Linked DNA regions of Mus musculus: regions 1 and 2 are each linked to region 3. A link is a contact called in public HiChIP or PLAC-seq data. All regions are on one chromosome and are shown on one strand. Each heading gives the region's core, a stretch centred on a gene start, on an enhancer-like site or on the middle of the called end of the contact. The rest is flanking DNA. Distances are from core to core; before and after follow the strand shown. Region 1 has its middle 23 kb from the start of Gm35741. Region 2 overlaps Il1r2 (interleukin 1 receptor, type II). Region 3 overlaps Il1rl2 (interleukin 1 receptor-like 2).

Evidence for each region. HiChIP or PLAC-seq counts read pairs in DNA pulled down with a chosen protein or histone mark.
Region 1: a contact with region 3 is called in an HNF4G HiChIP or PLAC-seq map of pancreatic cancer cells. The contact joins two enhancer-like sites. A contact is called at or near these places in 4 of 484 Hi-C or Micro-C datasets (bone marrow-derived macrophages, cranial neural crest, muscle stem cells and 1 more), 5 of 115 datasets of contacts at active chromatin or transcription factors (the HPC-7 cell line, embryonic fibroblasts, embryonic stem cells and 2 more) and 1 of 9 other capture datasets (embryonic stem cells).
Region 2: a contact with region 3 is called in a FOXA1 HiChIP or PLAC-seq map of pancreatic cancer cells. The contact joins two enhancer-like sites. A contact is called at or near these places in 1 of 39 promoter capture datasets (the 3T3-L1 cell line), 1 of 15 datasets of contacts at CTCF or cohesin (the G1E-ER4 cell line), 19 of 484 Hi-C or Micro-C datasets (the 4T1 cell line, the G1E-ER4 cell line, bone marrow-derived dendritic cells and 11 more), 8 of 115 datasets of contacts at active chromatin or transcription factors (Th17 cells, embryonic fibroblasts, embryonic stem cells and 3 more) and 1 of 9 other capture datasets (embryonic stem cells).

The regions. Positions count from the first base shown.
Region 1 is chr1:40,170,334-40,174,523 of GRCm38.p6, forward strand. No RefSeq gene overlaps it. Among named protein-coding and RNA genes, the nearest start is that of Gm35741, 23 kb to the left of the region's middle. Within about 2 kb of position 1,883, at least 58 of the 459 cell types and tissues checked have an H3K27ac peak or open chromatin away from gene starts, as enhancers often do. A contact at or near this core is called in fibro-adipogenic progenitors, muscle stem cells and pancreatic cancer cells, where this site is marked.
Region 2 is chr1:40,114,328-40,118,501 of GRCm38.p6, forward strand. Il1r2 (interleukin 1 receptor, type II) reads left to right here. Exons shown (of 9, transcript NM_010555.5): 5 at 697-871; 6 at 3,628-3,690. Among named protein-coding and RNA genes, the nearest start is that of Gm16894, 31 kb to the left of the region's middle. Within about 2 kb of position 2,299, at least 27 of the 459 cell types and tissues checked have an H3K27ac peak or open chromatin away from gene starts, as enhancers often do. A contact at or near this core is called in Th17 cells, pancreatic cancer cells and uterus, where this site is marked.
Region 3 is chr1:40,357,590-40,362,153 of GRCm38.p6, forward strand. The region is part of intron 9 of Il1rl2 (interleukin 1 receptor-like 2); the gene reads left to right. Among named protein-coding and RNA genes, the nearest start is that of Il1rl2, 35 kb to the left of the region's middle. Within about 2 kb of position 1,367, at least 82 of the 459 cell types and tissues checked have an H3K27ac peak or open chromatin away from gene starts, as enhancers often do. A contact at or near this core is called in Th17 cells, fibro-adipogenic progenitors, muscle stem cells and 2 more, where this site is marked.

The DNA of each region.
Region 1 (4,190 bases), core at 633-3,132, 190 kb before region 3:
ACACACGCACGCACGCATGCACGCACGCACGCCTGTGTGTTTGTGTGTGTGTGTGTGTGTGTGTGTGTGTGTTTGGATATATAACATGGTGCTTTTCCTAGAATCTCTTGCTCAATACCCAAACTGCACATGTTCAAAGACATTAGATGAAATGGTTTATTAATTCTATAAAACACACACACACACACACACACACATATATGCATGTATATATACATATGTATATATAAATATAAATAATTTATCTTCTCATACTATTTCAAACATCTCTTGAATATCCATACTATGTAAGAGGATATAGTACTGTATAGATAATCATGTTTAAGAAATGAGAAGAAAAAATTATCTGTACATACCTTGTACAGATACAGTTTTTCTATCAATGTTTTTCTTGTGTGGGAATTGAACCCAGACTCTTGTAGACTGTGGGCCTGGGTACCAGAGGTTTTCCACGGAGATCTCTGTCCAGGCTGGGTGTGAGGGTTCCAGAGAAGGGGAGTGGTGCAGACAGGGAGAAGTCTTTACCACACCTTCCAGGTCTCTCGGTAACTCCAAGCCTCTCTGAACTGAGTCAGACTGGGCTGTGCCTACGAAAAGCCAACTATCCAGTGAAGAGTGCCATCTGGGGCCTCAGGTGGCTCTTCAGGAGAGAAGATCTCTGCCAAAGTATTACATACAGCTCTTGGAACAAAAGGCTCAGACGAAGGAGTAGTTCTTGTGTACCTTTAATCCCCTGGATAGGATTTATATACAGTTCTGGGGTGATTCAGGGTTTGACAGCAGGTACCTCTCATTGGCTTGGACTGAGTTTGGGGGGAAACTTTATTTGCATGTGGGAAGGCTTGGTACTGTTCCTTCAAGGCTGATAGCCACGCCTCTCCTGTGGGGTCTGTGGGGGCTGTGGGGGCGGTAACTTCGACAGGTGCCAGGGGTCCAGGAGACATGGCCGAACACCTACCGTCCTATGTAGGTGGGAATTACCACCCATCAGGTTCTACCAGGGTTCAAGATCTAGCCTTGATGGAAGCCAGGCTGTCTGTGCGTAGCCCACAGTAGAAGCTAAGCAGGTTCTTGATGCTGAGATACATTCCAAGACCTTTCTTCTAATATTTTAAAATATGATATTGACAAATCTGCAGGTGCAGAACTTGGTTGAAAAGGGCCAGTTGATCATTGCATCTATAGCATACAGCATATATAAATACATTGTATACATAATATGCTTCTTGATTCACATATATAGTTATGTATTCATAATATACTCCTTGAATCACAATGTCTTGAGTATTTGCCCTTGGGCTCTATAGACTGAGTCTGTTTACCTTGGTGCTATATCAAAATGGATAGGCATAATTATCTCATATGGAGGTAGTCACTTTTCAATGACAATGAGATTACTAGCTATTATTTCTTCTGTCTCAGAAGGGTTATTTGATTTATTTATCTGAGGTTATTCAGTTAGTAAGTAACAAAGTGGGAATTTTCAACTTGGAAAAAAACTGTCAATGACATACTTCATTTTTGGCCCTGGAAATAGATGTGGCTTCTGGTCCTCAGCCTCTGCAGGAGATGCTCTCATTCCAGAGCCACCAGGCAGTACTGGGACCCTCCGGTCTCATGAGCTCACTGGGATTTCTGCCAAGATCTCTTAATTATTAAAGTTTTGCGTGAGAACACAGCAGCCAGGCGCTCATGCCTTTCAGAGCCTTTCCTGTATGGACTCCCTGTTTCAGACATTTCTTGGTAGCTGGCAAGCATCCCTCTGGAAATGGAGACTTCCTCCTAGATTTCAGCTTGTGAGCTTGTAGATCACACCACAGTTATCAGCGCTTCAGTTTGCAGTGGCTGCCTCCTGCCTCCTCATGACTCATCCTGGAGAGCAATCTCAACTTACGGAGAAGCACCATTTAGGAATGTGCTGCTCTGTGCAGTTTCCAGGAACCAGTGGCTCAACACCAGGCTTCGGAAATTTGTGACAACATATTTGCATACTGCATTTTTTTTAAATAAATACGATTTTTATAAATCCTTTGAGAATTTCACTCGGTGTCCATTGATCATATTCACCTCTCCTCCAACTCCTCCCAAAGCCACCTCATTCACTTTCCTACCCACCCAACGCTGACTATTCACCCCTCCCCCCAATTAAGTTCAGTTTGCTCCCCAAACACTAGGGAGTCCAGCCTTCCCTGAAGAGTGGGTGACCTACCAGGGGTCTCATCATGAATAGCCGTTCCTTCCCAAAGAAGCTATCAGATTCGGCAACTCCTCCGCTAGGGTGGGATTGCCTGCTCACCTCTCCTGGTTCATGCTGGGATTTTTTTTTTTTTTTGCTTGTCTGAAGCCTGTGCAGACCTTATGCATAGGTGCATAGGTGAATTCATCCTGTAACTGCCTGATTTGGTTATTTCTGTAAAATACTGTTTCCTTGAAGTTATCGACCACCTCTGTCTCTTTGAATCTTTCCAAACCCTCTTCCATGAGGAAGTCACTAGTAATGTTAGTTACTAGCAGGCAAGGGATGTGATTTGTACATTCTATTCAAGCCTGACCTCTTCCAAGTCTCTTGTTCTCTGCAGACTGATCAATTTGGGCTAGCTGCCCTCTACTGACCTCTTAGGGAGTCATTTGTAGTCATATATACTATGATTTCTTAGCAGAAAATAGAATTGGTTTCTCTCCCAAGGCCTGGAGCTTATTTAGCTGCAGATTCTTGGATACTTTGGTCAGGCTCAGGGGTGGGTTCTATCTCATGGAGTGGGCCTTAGAGTCAATCAGAAAATGATTGGTTACTCCTGTATCATTCATGCCACGATTGGACCTGTGAGGATATGTATTCTTAGACAGGGCTCATGTTGACATTCAATCTTTCCTACACATTGGCATGTCTATTAGTAACAGTTAATTTGTGGGCAGGGGCAAGACTGCAGCTAAAATGTCAAACCTAAACGATTGATGTCAAATCTTAAGATTCCCAGTTCCTTTGCTGTGGATGGGGATAATAGTGGTATAGCCAGGCATCCACCCTTCCATAAATATTAGCGGTTGGACCCACTCAGATACCCATAGTCAATGAATGATCAAGTTCCTTAGAGAAAGAAAAGTGTTTGGGTAGACTCTGCGAGTATTGTATTGTCTTGACTCCTTCAATGATTCCCTTTGACCTGAGAGTTGTAAGCTCAAATGAATCCTTTCCTCAATAAATTGCTTTTGGTCATTGTATGTCATCACAGCAGTAGACAGCCTGACTGAGATACAATTATGCCCACATATAGAGTGTACATGTGCATGTGTCAGGAGACCTGCTCTTTAGAGGAAGCTAGTCCTCATGGTCTGGCCCCACTTATCTCTTCTTTTACACAAAGGAAACAGGTCCAGAAAGGCGGAATAATTTGCCCAAGGTCCCAGTGAAGTGGCTGCTCAAACCTGGGTCTGAAGTGTTTCAACCCATAGACTCCTTCCAGATTCCACATCCTCGGGGCCCTGAGAAGATGGCTACCTAGAAGACAGCCAGCCTAGGAAAATAGCTGATACATTTTAAACAATCAGTTGCCTGATGAGTGGGCAGACCCTAAGTGGCTGGGGAATCTGTTTCCCTTTCTCTTCCTGACAGTGTGAGTGAGACCAGCTATTATTTTCCAACAGATAAACCTGAACTGTTTTAACTCAGGAAGTTTGAAGTTTCCCTTTCTCTTCTTAATTAGTGCCTCGCTTTCTGCGATCTCTAAAGCGGAGAGCCTGTCCCTCCAGAGAAGGGATGGCAGCTTCTTCAAGGCTCAGAGGTTTCTGCCTCTGTTTCAGACACTGCCCAACTGTGGACCTACACTCCCAAGAGTATCTGGTCCCCATTGTATTAGGCAGTCTCCTCAGCAGGAGCTAAAGCCACCAGAGTGGAGTGTGGGATATGTGGCTTAGTAAGAGGCTCTGATTGGGACAGTGCCCTCTGTGTCCAGCATCCGTGGGTGGCTGCAAAGTGAAGCTTGCTCTACAGAGAATAAGGGTGAGTCAAGGGGACTGAGAGTTACAGTCTTCTCAGAAGCCAGACTACCCTGTGACTCATGTCTAGTTTGGGGCCATTTGCCAGAGGTACTCCTGAGAGCCGAACATAGCCAGCCTAATGTCGTAGTTCCCTACTCCCAGAAAGTCATCTCCTTTGGGAATTTTCTCCCTAGTGTGCAGCTCATGCATGC
Region 2 (4,174 bases), core at 1,049-3,548, 240 kb before region 3:
TCTCCTATTTTTCTATTTACAAAATTTCCTTTCCTGTAGTAAGTCCTAAATTGAAATAATTTTTAGATAAATTCCTCCAACATGGTCTCTTCCAGCCCTAGGTTTTCATGTCTTCCTGGCTGTTTAGTAGTGATTTTCTTTTCTTTTTTCTTTTTTTTAAAACAATTTTTCATTAGATATTTTCTTCATTTACAATTCAAATGCTATCCCAAACGTCCCTTATACCCTCCCTGACCCTTCTCCAACCCACCTACTCCCGATTCCTGGCCCTTATATTCCCCTAGTAGTGATTGTTCTTGATACTGCTCATAGTCAGAAGAAGGCAGTTAGATCTTAAGTATATTTGTACTTAAATGGTTTAAAATAACTTAATCTTTAAAAAAATGTATTCTTTTTTTTTTCTAAATGGAGCAGGGGGGCACACCCATGTCACCCTAGAAGCCAGGAGGCTTAGGCAGGAGAATCAAGAGTTTAAGTCTAGTGTGGGCTACATGACAAGATTCCACCCTAAGGGGGAAAAATTGGTCATTTCTCTAACAATACAGCTAAAAATGCGCCACAAAGACAAAATGGCCAAAGTAAGTATATGCCAGGGAATCTCTTGGGTTGTAGATTCCACATCGATTGACAACAACACTCAATGTTCAAGAGCGATGTTATTCTATAATGTAACTCTCAGATGCATCTCCCCTCTAGGGCGCCATACTCTTGGATAAAGGCAATAAGGAATTTCTGAGTGCAGGAGACCCCACACGCCTATTGATATCCAACACGTCCATGGACGATGCAGGCTATTACAGATGTGTTATGACATTTACCTACAATGGCCAGGAATACAACATCACTAGGAATATTGAACTCCGGGTCAAAGGTAAATACATACCACCGAGGTACCTGTCTTGCTTGGTTCTAGAAGCAGCTTGATAATAAATTCAGGATCACCTAAAAATCCTCGAATGTCTTTGGCATGAAGGAAAAAGAAAAACATGTTTATCAACTATTCTAGATGTTACTAAACCACGAACAAGATACTTTAAGACGTATAAGGCAGGGAGTTCTAAGAGAAGGAGAGTTAATTCTTGGTCAGGAAAGGGATGAAAGCAGGTATTTGAAGGTTGCAATGCTAAAACTCACCACTAGAGGGGGTACAAACTAAGGCGTCCTGGGAAATGGAAGGTTCATGAGCTCTGAGCTGGTACGGACACTCTTGTCAAGCCTTAAAATATACTTCGGAGGGACTGAGAGTTTACTGCAGTGGTTCTAAACCTGTGGCTCACGACCTGTTTGGGAGGTCACCTATCCTTCATGTCAGGTATTTCCTATATAATTCGTAACAGTAGTAATTTACAGTTATAAAGTAGCAACTAAATAACTTTATGGCTGACATAAAATGTCCACATGAGGACCTGTATTAAAGGGTCACAGCTTTAGGAAGGGTGAGAACCACCATTTTACTAGGTTTTTGACCAGAGCGCTGAGCAGAGTGCCAATTGTGGCTCTTTGTACAGGCTGACTACTACCTGCCTGAGAGTTTGACAACAGAAACCTTCAAAATCTTGATTTTTTTCCAAGAATTGGCATATTTTCACCAGCATAATGAAATCTTGGATATAGGCACAAGTTTAAACATGAAATTAGTGTATGCTTCATATATATTTTTTACACATAACCCAAAGATAGTTTGATGTGATATTTTGTTTACATCTTTTTTTGAGACGGGGTCTTGGGCTATACTTGGTCCAGTGGCTATAAGCTGGCTTCTAACTAGAGAACGTACTGTAGCTCTTCCATGCAGAGGTAACTCATGACTGCCACCAGGTCGACTATCACAGTATTTTAATTAATTCTGTGCATTCAAACAAAGTCTTACAGTATGGAATTTCCCACGCACAGCATTATATTGTTGCTTAACAAGTTTCAGGTCTTAGAGTAACTCAGATTTTGCAAACCCAGAGAAACGATGCTCGGCCTATGCCAGGACAGATTATACGTGAAAAGAACGTGATAGGCAGAGCTGGCCAGTATTGAACAGTCGTTTAATGTAGTCGTTTACCCCCAACTCTTACATGCTGGAGAGGAAGCGAGGTGAAGGGAAAATAGAATCAAATATGTGAGCCCCAGAGACTCATTCGTGTCACTATCCTGCCTGAACCGAAGCCTCTGGCCTATATTTGTTTTCCTGTCCTGTGAGAAGAGAACAGGCTCACATCTTCTTGCTCAGTTCAGGGTGGTGTCTGAGAACGGGCTTCACCACTCGTCTGTGTGATACTGCACAGAAACACTAGGGGGCGGCAGACCTGCGTATTGTACCGAGTTGTGAAACTAGGGCCACACAGTGGTTCTTAAATGGGGCTGCCCTGTCTGGCCTCAGTGGGAGAGGAAGCACCTAGCTTTGCAGAGACTTGAAGTGCCAGGGTGGGGTGGGGGTGGGGGATACCAAGGGGCGGGGCAGCACCTGCTCAGAGGAAAAGGGGCTGGGGGGAGGGGGAGGGGTTGTGGGAGGGGGTGACCGGGATCAGGGCAGTAAGTTCGATGTAAAGTGAGTAAGTAAAATAAAATAAAATAAAATCAATCAGTCAATAAATCAAATCAAATTTGATGAGTTGCACACGAGATAATTTAAAAAAAGTGGGTCCTGAACCAGACACAGTAGAGTTACCTGAGGATTCATCACACACACAATCCTAGTGCTCCTCACACAGGGAAGGAAGATCTGAGTGCTCCTCACATGCGCAGTCTGACTGTAGCGCCCCCCCCCCCGCCCCCCGCCCCCCCCACCCCCCGCCCTCAGACTCCAGTAGTACCTGCACAGGAGACTCTAAGGTCCTATGCAGATCTGATAAATAGGCGCTTGGGAGCTGAGGTGCTGTAATCTATATTTCCCAAGCACTTTACCTTCAAGGCCGTGGTGTAGGCACACCCTGGTCTCATCTGGTGCTTACATGGTAACTTAAGTGCTTGCTTTTTTAGTAGTAGAAACAAGAACAAGAAAAATGGGTCCAGTTGAGGGATGGCTCCCAACCCTCTTCTCACTCCCCAGCTGGCTCCTTTGCTCCACTTCAGGTGCCCAGTTTCTTCAAGCTGGTTCGAATCCTTTGGAGGTCCACTCCAACCTCCCTAAGGAGTTAATATGACATCAGTGACCAAGGTGTGTCACTGAATTTAGTTCCCAGTATGGGATTGGTCTTCCACACAGATGGCTCTCTAACCCACTTTCCGACCCCCCCCTTGCTCCCCCCCCCCCCCCCCCCCCCGCCTGCTCTTGAAGACATGGCTCTTTAATCTTGAGGGAGGGCAAAACATGCTGTGGAGACCATAAGTGTGCATTCAGGAAGCCCGGGAGAGGAATAGCTAATTGTTCAACGCAGAGCAGATAACGAAGACCATCTGCCAGAAGAATGTGTAACCATGGCCTCGTCCGGGAATGCCTCTGCCGGGAAAAGCATTGGCTTAAGATGCTCAGTTTCATGGAGAGGCCCATTTCCTTTGCCAGACAGAGGCGGAATCTCACAATGTCTGCTCCCATGGGGGCAGGGCCACTTAATTAGCTAAATAAGCAAATCTGAATCTGTACTGGAAACCAAGGCGACCTCCTCATGCAATCTCTTTTCCGTTCTATCTTCTCAGGAACAACCACGGAACCCATCCCTGTGATCATTTCTCCCCTGGAGACAATACCAGCATCATTGGGTAAGGATCTACAAGAATTGTGTGGCCCACGAACCCATGGTGGTGCCTGAAACCATCAGAGGGTTTGGGACCTGTGCCAGCTGACCACATTATGCTTTTGGGTGCACAGTGCCTGAGTGAGGCCCACGAACCACACTATGTAGGGGCCTGACATGACCACCGAAGGGACCTTTGTCTTCAAGTATTGTTTGGCAGTATTGCCATTCTTTGAGAGCAATGATACTTTATTTCCTGAAAGTTAGACCCACAAAAACCTAAATGTTACGGGGAAAATAATTTGGTAATAGTTATTAACTGTAGGAAGGGGGTCCACAGAGTTGGCTGGCACCTTTAGTACATTCAACTTAATTCTCGTTCTCAATATTTAGCAGCTACTCAGAATTCCTATAAGACTCTCTTTGTCAAACAGAGCCAGCAGCGACTGCAGATAGTTCCCCGTGATTAGAGTAGCTGGTATATTCACCAATGGTATGATGAAAAGGGG
Region 3 (4,564 bases), core at 117-2,616:
AGATATCTTCTTTCTCTCAGCTACAGAAGGAGGGTCATAAAGAGGGAGAGGAAGGCAGGGGGAGAGGGAGGGAATGAGGTACAGGAGGGACAAAGGAAAGGGAAGAAGCCCGCTTCTCTCAGTACTTAGCAGGAGCCTGAGGCAGGGGTCCTTTTTCACTGATCTGAAGGCCAAAGCTCTGCTCAGAGCCTTCACTGGTGTCTCTATCCTGCCGCCAATTTTTTTCTTTTCACACAGAAATGCCTTCCTGTGTTACAGAACCAAGATTTCTCTCCATTTAGGTTTTAATACAATCTGATTTAAACAAACAAACAAAAAAGTTTCAGAAGGAATTTGATCTAGTAAGGCCCTATGGAAAACAAAACAGACAAAACACCATTCAGTCTGCTTTGCTGTCCCTTATTTGCCTATAAAAACAATTAAAAAGACAAAAGAAATCCACACAGCTGGCGTGCACTGGGATGAGGAAATGCATGTCTTTTTAGGTCAAACATTTTTCTTGAACAGGAGCAAGGGAATGAGGCAACTCAGAGTCCAAACACATTCAGAGTAGCAGATCTAAAAAAAAAAAAAAAAAAGCTGTTTGTTCTAAGCAGCTGTTTGTGTACAAAAGTCGCCACACAGATTATTGTGTACAAGTTGTTGATAAAACACAGATGCTGTGATTCAAACTGTATTTAGCTAAATGTCAGAATTCAACAATTGGTAACCCAGAGGCTGGGTTGTAGCCCAATGTTGATGGCTGAATGAAAAGGAAGAAATAACTAGAAAAGGACTTGACTATTCCTCAGAGTGGTAGAGAAGAGAGTCTATTGTAGATAAAAGGGGAGTATAGCCTGGGGTGGGGGCAGGGACATCCAGGGGAGTACAAAGCCTTGTGAGGAGAGGGAAGAGCAGCTGATAACCAGCCTGGGCCAAGAAAGTAGACAAAGGGTCACCTAGAAGGTTGGAATATATAGGGAAGGGCAGCTGGAGGAAAGTCAGTTAGTTTATCCTCTTGGAGAGTTCAGGGTAGGGGCAGGGTATGCCAGTCCAGTCTGGAGGATCCTGTAACAGGTAGGGACTGAGGAATGCACGGAGAACTTGGCAGCCAGCACCTCAGCCCTTTGTCCCGGGTTTGAGATTTAACAGTGGTGAGATGTAGCCATGGTCCTTGCCTGGCCAGGCCAACACAATCTGAGGTGCTTGCCTGTCTCCCTGGCTGTCCCTTTGTGACGAGACCACAGCATTCATTTCTTCTGGAGTAGATAGGAGTGGTCTGCCTTCTATCTCCACTGACTAAGAGAATGTGACATGACGTTCTTTCATGTGGTGTTTCTGGAAGCTCCAGCCTCTCTGGCCCCTGCGTGTTCACACCTCTGACTCACTGTAACTCCCAGAAGTGTGAGTACAGCCTTGCCTTAGTTATTTATGGTGTGCACATAGTATGATAAAGCTGCCTGGCAGAGAAGTTGAGTTTGTCAGCAAGAGATGGAAGGAGGAGTGACTCACTCCCCCCTGTGGAACCGGGGAGCCCAACAGATGACACATCAGGACCCACTCCTCCCAGCTCAGCACAGCCAGGGGTGGTGGCTTTGGAGATTGGATCTGACAACAGGCCAGGAAGCCTCATGATTCTTTTGCTCTTATTTTTTAATTTTGGAAAGTGTTTGCTTCAATCTTCCCACCTCTCCACCTACCCAACCATTGTTAACTTTGGATAACGTCAAAGAACTTTGAATAAAGTCTCTAAAATGATCTAGTGATGAGCTTCCGAGGTTGATCATGAATCCTGCTGACAGCCTGAATTCTCTTGGGAAAATATTCTGGAACATATACAGTATAGTGAATATGGATGTGGAAGAGAGAGAGACATTATGTCCTTCTTGCCAAAGTTCACTCTAACCTGGTTGGTCAAGCCTTGCCACACAAAGGTAAAGATAAGTGACCCACGAGTTACAGTCTGGCAGCCATTCACAAGCCTGCTTGAAGTCAGGGAGTCCTGTATTTCTATGCTGCCCCAGGTGATGTCAGAACTGGCGTGTTAGGTGTACCCCAGTATCTGCAAGACTTGAATCAAAGAGTGGTCAGCAACAGGTCGGCTGAAAAATATGTGCACTGCTAGCTTTATTCCATTCAGACGCTTCTGTGCAGCGTGCAATGGACTAGAACAGTTAGAGCTAACCCAGCAGGTGTATCAGGCAACAAAAGATAAGGGAACAAACTAAGCACAGCTCAGAGTTGGTGAGAGGTCTTGGTCTCTAAAGGTAAAATTGCTTTCCTGACTAAAGCCACGTCAGTTAACTCTGGCTTTCCCCACACATGTTTCTGTGGTTTGTGAAATAACATAGATCATTCTGGGGCTCATTTCCAAAGACAGTTTCCTGTGGAGAGTCCCATTTACAACAGTGTTGTAATGTAAGGAATCTGGTGGCCTTTAGCATTTCCAAAGTAAACACAATCCTATGTGTTATGTGTGTTCACTTCAATGTTTTCTGTGCATGCTGGGGTGGACAGACAAGCCAGTCCTCAGGCAACTCGGCCACAGGACCTTAGATAAAGTATCTTTTAAATTCAAATTTTATCTATCGACTGCTTGATTTGCTCTGGAATGTCACATCAAGAGAGAAGGGAACTGGAGAAGCATTAGGCAATTTCTCATAAATATCAGTCTATAGACATGATCTCATTTAGGTTTTACAGACAGCAATAGAGGTGTGAACAGGTGCTTTTACGTAAAGGGATGGTTCGGTAGCCTCGGAAAATTAAAAAAAAACGCTTGGCCAGGCCAGAGATAAATTGCCACCTCTGCCTCTGAGAGACGTGGATATTGGGAGCAGCCACCAGCACATCTGAGTTTCCTCAGAACAGCCACGAGGGATGCTCTAAGTTCCGGGAGGTAACCGGTTCATCATCTGTGCTGCCTGTCACTGTTTCCTCCGCTGCTGCTCCCTTAACTTCATGGTGCGCAGCAGCCTTTTATTATGAGTGAGTGTGTGTGTGTGTGTGTGTGTGTGCGTGTGCGTGTGTGTGTGTGTGTGTGTGTGTCTGTGTGTGTGTGTGTGTGGTGGGCTGGGTAAACATCTGAGGCCTCAACGGTTGACTAGCAGCTACCTTTGGCTGTTGTCCTCACTGCCTCTCCACAAGGGCATCTGTTGTCACTCCATCTCTGGGTGGAGGAGGTGGGACTTCCTGGAAGGATAATGTTGGCTTTCAGGAGACAGGTCAAAGCCTTGTTTTCTTTGTTTCCTCGATCTGGGTTTTTTTTGTGTCCGTTCCGTCACACAGGACTTCAGAAAATGACTCAGTTCTAAAGGAGAGGGCTTACGCAGCACTGCTTTGTGGGGCTCTGGAAAGGATCTGAAAAGGCATAATTAACCAAAAGCGTTCTTGGAGCTTATACGTGGAGGCATGGAAATAGCTGCCCTATTTTTTTTTTTTCAAAATCATGTTTGGCCACCCCAGGACAAATGAGTGACTTAGGTTTAGAGAACTCTGCACACCTTTGAGAAATGGTGCAGCCCCGTTGATCTCAGCTTCCTTCCCAGAATCTTAGATTCAAGTGTACGTCTTGCAGTTTATCAGAAAGCGCCCCGAGCTACTATCTGATCCTGTCCTTGGGGCTAGAGAGATTAGCAGCAGTGACTGCTTTTCTAGAGGATTCTGGTAGGATTCCCAGAACCTCCACTGCAGGGTAATTCTGGCCTCCTTGGTGACACGTCCACACACATAAAATAGAATAATAATAATTGTTAAAAATTGGAGGGCTGTGTTAAGAAAGGCAAACGTGGATTCCAAATGTGTCTTTGATAGTGCTGCATCCCCGGTGCATGTGGAGAACAAGTCCTTTAATGACGCCTTTGCTCCAGATCTTAGTCTGAGGGTTGTGGCTCCGCTAGCTCAGTGGCCAAGTGTACTCACAGCAGCCTGGGTTTAGCCTGCAGCATGGAAAGAAAACACTTAGAAGAAAAGACATACAGTTTGGGGCCTTGTTTTGTTTTAAGTTTTCAGAAGACATGGGGCTTTGTCCTACCTCATCTCTCTCCATCTGTTCCAAGTATAGAAAGTGGGGGAGCAAGGGGAACTTGTGTCCTCAGATGCCTTGTTTTGAAAGAGGACTGGGATTCTGTCAAAAAAAAAAAGAAAACATTTGGCAAATGTAATTTCTCTTGTTTTCTATTTAAGCAAAGCCAGTGGAGGGAGAGTGAGAAGTTTGGAGGGGAGAGAAGCCCGTGGTGGGTGGTGGCAGCTGTGCCTGGGGCTGGGGAGGGATAACATTGGGTGCTAACCTGGGAACTGCACTTCCCAAGGAGGATGCTCCCTGATATAAATGGGGCAGCAGGCAGCCAAGGCTTTCTGAGGGTGTAAGTCTAAACACATCTAAATCTTTACATGAGAAGGCTCAATGCCTTCTTAAACAGTCAAGAAATAAGAGCTTACGAGATCTCCACCCCTCTGTCTCTTTATTCTTTCCTTTCACTCTCAAAATAAACAAAAACCAAAAACCAAAAAACCAAGAAAAAACCAACAGCAGCAACAACAACAAAAACAACAGCAACAACAAAAAATTCCAGAACTTTGGAAA